2 separate regions of the Gossypium arboreum genome follow, and region 1 is linked to region 2. A link is a contact called in public Hi-C data. All regions are on one chromosome and are shown on one strand. The core of a region is the stretch at or near the end of the contact, and the rest is flanking DNA. Distances in the headings are between cores, read along the strand shown.

Evidence for each region. A called contact is a pair of places that touch in the nucleus more often than the background predicts.
Region 1: a Hi-C map of leaf shows a contact between it and region 2, with 2.4 times the contacts expected there. The contact joins the enhancer-like site here to the promoter of LOC108476700 in region 2. A contact is called at or near these places in 2 of 5 Hi-C or Micro-C datasets (both in leaf).

Annotation. Positions count from the first base shown.
Region 1 is chr12:91,257,823-91,261,497 of ASM2569848v2, reverse strand. No RefSeq gene overlaps it. Among protein-coding and RNA genes, the nearest start is that of LOC108479627, 42 kb to the left of the region's middle. Within about 2 kb of position 2,072, at least 1 of the 2 cell types and tissues checked has an H3K27ac peak or open chromatin away from gene starts, as enhancers often do. A contact at or near this core is called in leaf, where this site is marked.
Region 2 is chr12:91,066,363-91,070,595 of ASM2569848v2, reverse strand. LOC108476700 (E3 ubiquitin-protein ligase SINAT3) reads left to right here and starts at 1,459. Exons shown (of 3, transcript XM_017778977.2): 1 at 1,459-2,059; 2 at 3,350-3,736. The coding sequence starts at 1,838.

The DNA.
Region 1 (3,675 bases), core at 823-3,322, 190 kb before region 2:
ATTTATTAGGTGTCAGGTCACACCTAGAAAAAAGATCGGTGGCGACTCTCTTTTTTAATAAAATCGAAAGTCGATTTTTAAAATTTTCAAATAATCGCCTCAATTAGCGACCGAAAGCGAAATTTTTACGTCGCTACAGTTAGATGAGTTCCTCTTTAATTAATATTTTCATTGTTTCTTAACTGTAACATTAAAAAAAGTTTCGACTTTTACTCTCTTTTTCTAAAACGATGTTATTGTTTTATTTTAAAATTTTCACACACAATTCTGTTTAATGAATTTTTTTCGATGCTATCATTTGAACTTCAATTATTAAATCAAAATAATAGAGTGATTAAATGAATAAAATTAACACTAGAGAGATTAAATTTCAAATGTGTAAAAAATACAGCGATTAGAAATAGAATTATAACTTAAAATACTATTAGATCGTTCATTTTAATCAACCAAGGCTATACAGTATCCATATATATACTGCATACATAACATTATTATATAATAATTAGAGGAGAGGGGCAAGTTGACGTTTGTAGAACAAAATTTTAATTAAGCTTAAAGATGAAGATTTTATTCTAACTTTGCATCTTTTCAAGATTATAAGCAACTCTTTTGACTAAATTAAATTAAAAAAAATAACCCCGCAGAGAAATTAAGGGGAAAAAAATCATATTCTAGTTGAAGGACGAAAATGAATAAATAAATAATGGCTGGTCAAAAATTTCAAGCTGTCTCTTTAATAAGAAACAGTGATAACAACGTAAATTTTTATTTATATATTTGGTTAAAATATGGTTCAAGTCCATATACTTTTCATACATTTGAAATTTAGTCTTTTTACTTTTATTTTTAAGAATTTAATCTCCTATATACTTTTCAAATTTTAAATTTAAGTTCAATTGTTAACACCATTAAAATTCTTGAGTTAAATTAGTTGAAAAGACATTTTAAAATTAAAAAAAACTGACTTAGTACTCATATAATAAAAAGTTGATGATAATATTAACAATCCAAAAAGCAAAGGAATTAAATTCTAAATATATACTGCATTGAAATATTCTTTGTAAATTCGCACATGTTGACTATAGGAAAAGAAATTATCATTAATTTTAATGTTAATTATTTGTGTATTATGATCAGTAATATTGATTCTTGAAATTTGATTAATCCAATAAAAAAATTGGCTCTTTGCAACTCTTTAGGCCTAAGATAATTATTCTTTTATATATATATATATATATATATATATATATATATATATGCATTAACCTTGTATAATCTTTTCAATCTAATCCAGCAGATTCCTTTAGGATTAGAGATTAGATCCATAATTATCTTATAAAAATAAATTAAATAATCAATGGCATCAATTATAGTAATTTTACATATTCTTATAATTTTTACGATATTTAATTATTTTTAACGTAAAAAATTTTGACATCAAAGATATATTAGAAAAAGGCATTATATTATATTAATATAACAAAATATTAGATTGATTTAAAATTTTTATGTACATAATAAGTTTAATTATATTGATGAATTCAATTATTGAATCATTAAAATATTGATTGTAAAAAAATTATGAATATGTTAATTTTAGATTAAATTAAGTAAATCAATTAAATGTATAGTTATATAAAGTGGAAAAAGAAAAGCTATTGTATCTTGCTAGAATCTTAATGAATTGTTCTCATTTTTCTTTGGTTAAAATATTTTATTTTTAAGAATTTTGGTTATTTTACTTTTTAAATTTCATAATTGAAATCTAATTGTTAATATTATTATTTTTTATTAAATTTTTAGATGTGATATTTTAAAATTAAAAAATACTTATTTAATAACTATGTAACTAAAAAAATGACGTCGTGAATATTTTGAATTTAATAAAAAGTTTAAAAATTATCAGTTAACTTAAATTTTAAAATTTTGAAAATAGAAGAATTAATTTTAAATTTTAAAAAAGTACCCAAAATCCAAAAAGAAATAATTAGAGAGAGGGTTGACTAGAGAAAATTTTAGAGGCTTTTAGGGAGATAATAATATTACTGGAAATGGATGATTGGTGTGGGACAAAGTGTGCTCTTTGGGGGTGAATGTCCATTGTACACCCCATGTGGAGACCAATTTCACTTTGTGTTTCTTTTGATTGGCCTTTGGCCTAGTGCTCAATTTTTCTTATGGAAGGGGATCCCCCACACAACAAAAAAATTTAAGATACCAACCCTAGGGTTTTTTAAGATATTTGAGGTAGGGTGTGCCTTGCAATTTTGGTGAAATTTTATGAAAGTTATTATATTATAAATCAGATTTTGTTTTATTTTTTATTAAAAAAATGGGTAAATTATTCTTTGTATGTTGATTAAAGAGTAAATTTATCATTTCTATTAAAAAATTTATCAATTTTTACTATTAAAAACTAGCATGACGGATAGAATAACTAGACAATTACATGTAGCATACAACGTATACCTTATTCTGACTTACAAGGACCAATTTTTAACAGTAGAAATGAATAGAATTTTTAACAAAAGAATTAGTTTGCTCTTTGATTTAATGTATAAAGACTAATTTGCTCATTTTTTGAGTAGAAGAGATAAAATGCAATCTAACTACTAGTACAAGGGCCTCCATAGAAGAACCAATTTGCTCTTTGATCAGAATAATAATCCCATTTTTTTTAAGTAATGACAAAATCTAATCTGACTCTTAATAAGTAGACCTCCACGATACTTGTGCCTAAAAATTATAAAAAGAAGGTTGGTTTAGATTTAAAAAAATATTAAAAGGGATATTAGCAAGTGTTACAAACAAATAATTTAATTAATTATATTGTTTGTATTTATTCATATGTTTGGAAAGTTGATTTAGTATATAAATTTACGTGTAACTATTTGTAATTTATTTATATGTATGCATGGATGACTATAATAATTAGTGAGTCTCATTAGGTGTAACCGAGATAAGCAATTACATTTGTGTCACATTGTTTAGTAGCTATTGTAATTAGTTGATCTTATTGAATAGAATGTAATTTGAGCACCTCAATTATTTGCTTCAATCCATATCTCAAGGTTGAAAATTGAAAAAATTACGCATGGCAATTAACCATGATGACTTTTAAACAAGATTAAAAAATTAAAATCTTTTACAATTCTAAGAATGTATGATTACTATCTATTAATTACACCTTTTTCAATTACATTATCACAAATAAATACATACAAATTCTATATGTTGTTTGTAATTATTGGTTTGCTTGTTTTGACCAATATTTAATAATCGGATTGGTGGTTGAATTAGTCAAACTGTTGATTCTCAATTCAATCGTTAGTCTAACAATAAATAATTATAAAAGAAAGTAAGAAAACACGATTTAACCGTTTCAACCACTTTTTATTTTTGTTTCAATTTTTAATTTTTACCCGATGTGAGTAGTTCACTTAGAGAGTGACTTAACCTCTATATCAAGATTGATATACCGAACTATTCTTAATCCAATTGATACCGATTCAAATGACAAAAAAAAAAAAAAAATGATGAGGATATTCACGAGGGGGCTTTTTTTGGTTCTGTTATTGTCTTTTACTTGCTTGTAAACCCTAGTATGTTTGCTCATTTTTGGCAAATAAATCAAAAAGATTAATTTTAATAATTTTAAAGAGGTTAATTATACGA
Region 2 (4,233 bases), core at 210-2,709:
TAGCCTGGCCCAGCCTGACCGAACTCGAATTTGCAAAAAAACTGCTGCTGGTTTTTTACTGTGTTGCTACTGTTTTTCATTGTTTTGCTATTATTTCGATATTATATTGCTACTATTTTGTTGTTATTGTTTGAATATTGTATAACTCTTATTTTGTTATTAATTTTGCTACTATTTTAGAGGTATTTGCTTGCTAAGTTGCACTTATCTTAATGTTATTTAAGTATATTTTTTAATCTTTTTTCCACTGGTTGGAAAACATTTATTTTAATGTTTTTGATGTATTATATTTTTTAAATTTATTTTATATAAAAAATAATATAAAAATTTTAATACGTGTGGGTTGGGCCGGGCCGAATTTAGTTTTTAGCTTTTTATCTAGGTCGGGCTTGAATAAAATTTTAGGTCCGTTTTTCGAATCGGGTTTAAAAAACAGGCTTAATTTTTTTATTTGACTCGGCTTAACCCATGAACAACTCTAGTCACGAACTTATAAATACCAATTAAATTAGAAAAAAGATATTAAAATATTCTTAATAAAATTAATAAATATTGTTACAAGAGTGCTTTTATTTTTCTATAAATAAATCACTAATAAATGTAGAAAAAACCTTCAAATGATGAAACTTGAACTTAGGACATGTTTGATTGATTCTTTATATAAAATTTGAGATAATATAAATTTTGACCCTTGAATTTGGTAGCTAGATCCAATTTGGTACTTGAACTGAACTAGGCAATTAAATTATTTTTTATCCCTAAACTTAAAAAATATAAAAGTTTGATGATACGACACTTTGAGATTATGCCACATTAGCACTTGAAAATTGAAAATATATAAATTTTCAAGACATTGTACAATCTTAGAGTGTCACGTATAGCGTTCTAATAACTGAAACAGTGGTTGAACTTGTTAGACCACTGGTTCCTAATTTAATCGATTTGATCGGTTCAATTGCTAAACCTATAATAATTAAATAATTAATTAAAATTCATAAAATTAAAAAAAATATTAAACTTGTTTAACTATTGGTTTTTGGTTTGAGTTTTCAGATTTTACGAGTTTCAAGCAATTTCTAATTTAATCGGCTCAACTCTTTATTTGGAATAGTATATAGATGGTTCTTGGTCCAATCGGTTCGACCGACCAATATAGTCATGTTCGAAGAATACTGGTCACATCATTAAATCTTAATGAAATCTAAATTTAGGGCTCAAAATAAATTTAGACGTCAAGTTCAAGTATCAAAATTAACAGAAAAAGAAGGTAAATATGCCAAAGTGAATCTAATTACCAAGGTTAGGGCCAAAAATTTATATATATATTTTTTGTAAAATGTAGGAATTTTATTTATTTTTGAAGATAAAAGAAATTGTTTTAATTAATTGAAACATGGTCACTGTCTGTATGTTGCGCTAATAATTCCCACCTCATCACCTTACAAATCTTAAATATACATACACGTATGTACATACATATTGTAAGTAACCGTGGTTCTCTCTTTGACCTTGAGCCGCGTGATGTTGATCAACTGTCTCGTAAAATTTTAGACGGTGAACTCTCTCTTTCTCTGCAACCTATGAAAAAGAATACAGAGAGAAGAGAAATTAAAAACAGTAGTTTATTGATTTCTCTGTATTGATTCAACTCATCTGGTTTTCCAATTGATACCCCATTTTCATTCCTTGTTTCTTCTTCGATTTACTCATAAACTAACTTAGTCCCCAAAGATTAATACGTTATTTTTGTACCCATCACCCAAAGTTTCCATCTTTCCCAAAAGGAATTTGTACCCATAGCTGATCAAATTTGATAACTTTGTTATACCCTTTTTTTATGGAATCAGATAGTATTGATTGTATGGCATCATCGGATGTGATGGATGATGATGAGATCCATCATCATCAGTTATCTTCTTCATTGTCAAAGACCCACAGCAACAATGGGAACAGCAACAACAGTACCTTGTCATCAGCTGTTCATGCAAGCACTACTAGTGTCCATGAACTCCTTGAATGCCCTGTTTGTACCAATTGTATGTACCCTCCTATTCATCAGGTTAGTCTTTTTAATTCCATTTCCCTTGATGGGTTCTTCTTTTTCTAAATTGAGAACATATTTTTGAATGCTTATGGAGTGCTTGAATGGTTTAAATCTGTTTCTTTTTCTTGGATTTTTTTCAGTCAAATTTATAGCTTATTTTTATGTGTTGGATTTGTGCTCTTTTAGGGTTAGAATTAGGACTACAGATGGGATTAGGTTGTCTTTATATAATTGACTTTTTTTGGGGGTGTTATGTGAAGACCAATACACATATGCGTGGTTGAATTCTGTGTTTGTTTTAACGTATCAAAGAAGAAGAAGATGGTCTGATTATTGTAAATGTCGAAAATGAAACCTTTTTTTTTTTTTTTTTTTTCAGTTTAGTCCAGTTGGTGTTGCCTATAGCATTAACCTATACTCATTAGAATGTCTTTTTATTATATTTGACAAAGGTTTCCAATGCTGATTCAGCCTTTCAGCTCAGGCGCAGGGAATTTGTAAACAAAGGTGATATGTTGTAGCTGTTTGTGCTGGGAAAGGTTTTAGAAAAAGTGTGGCTAAGATGGCAAATTGAGAGGAAACTATTATCTTCTCATTCATTTGTAACAATCCATGAGAGTTTACTTGGATATGTTTATAAATTTGCATGATTTCACAATAAAAGTATAGAATAGTGGCTTCATCTAGAATATAAAACAATGCTGGTAAGATTGTGTTTATAAAATTAACTTAGGATTTTATAAATTTTGGGGATTGAAGCAGCAACTTTCCATTTTAGGGGGGCCAAGGCTCCTACCTGCACCCTCATCCCTTTGCCCCTGATTGGGAGTACAATGTGCCTCATCACTACACCCAACAACTCAGTTGTTGGTGAGATGGAGTATCATTTGAGTTTAGGTGAAATCTATGAATATTTATTTCTTCTTTTTCCTTCTTATGGGTGCATTTACATATCATTAGCCTGCATGGGATAGGTAGTTGGTTAAATAAGCAGCTGAAGTATACCAATGATGCTTAAGGATCATGACAGCCTTTTCTTTGTCCCCCTTTTACGGGTTGGGTGCAGGAACTTTGGCATGTGTAGATTATGTTTATGCCCAAGTACATCTCTCTGTTGTGTATGCTGATAAACCATATTTGTATGCTTCACTCTGAAAGTGCCCCAAAAGTTGTGCCAGTTTCTCTAATTTCAAATGTCAAACGCCGTATCCTGTTTTCTGAACCATTGGTTTTTTGGCACATTAGAGTTTTCCATGCCTTTGAATGCTAGTCTTATGATAAGTGTTCTATAATTTGCTTTCACAGTGCCACAATGGGCATACTCTCTGTTCAACTTGTAAAACGAGGGTACACAATCGATGCCCCACTTGTAGACAAGAGCTCGGTGATATTAGGTGTCTAGCACTAGAGAAGGTGGCTGAATCACTTGAATTACCTTGCAAATATATGTCACTTGGATGCCCTGAGATCTTTCCCTACTATAGTAAACTCAAGCATGAGGCTCTATGCAACTTCAGGCCGTATAGTTGCCCATATGCCGGATCGGAATGTGCTGTTGTTGGTGATATTCCATTCCTTGTTACACATCTAAGGGATGACCACAAGGTGGACATGCATTCTGGATGCACGTTTAACCATCGATATGTGAAGTCTAATCCTCAAGAAGTAGAAAATGCAACATGGATGCTAACTGTAAGTACACTCAATCTTAGGTGGTAAAAGTACTATGGAGACTCTTGTATTAGGAGTGAGATTGCATTTTTCCCTCTCTACTAAAATATGGGCAAATTAGTTTCTATAAGTTAGATAAAAAAGCAATTTGGACTTTTCTGCTAAAAATTTTATCCCTTTATACTTTTAAAAATTGGTGTGACTAACAAAATAACTCAACAAAGACACATGGTGTGCCATGTATACGTTATGTTGATGTACTAGGGCCAATTTTTAATAGTAAAAATGGATGGAATTTTAACAGAATGACCATCTTGCTATTTGATCTAACATACAAAGACTAATTTGTCCATTTTTTGAGTAAAGAGAACGAAATGCAATCCAACTTTTAGTATAGAGCCTTCTATGATACTTTTACCATTAGTAGGCATCTTTATTCTGATTAAGAATTGAATACTTTTACCATTAGTAGGCATCTTTATTCTGATTAAGAATTGAATACTTTTACCATTAGTAGG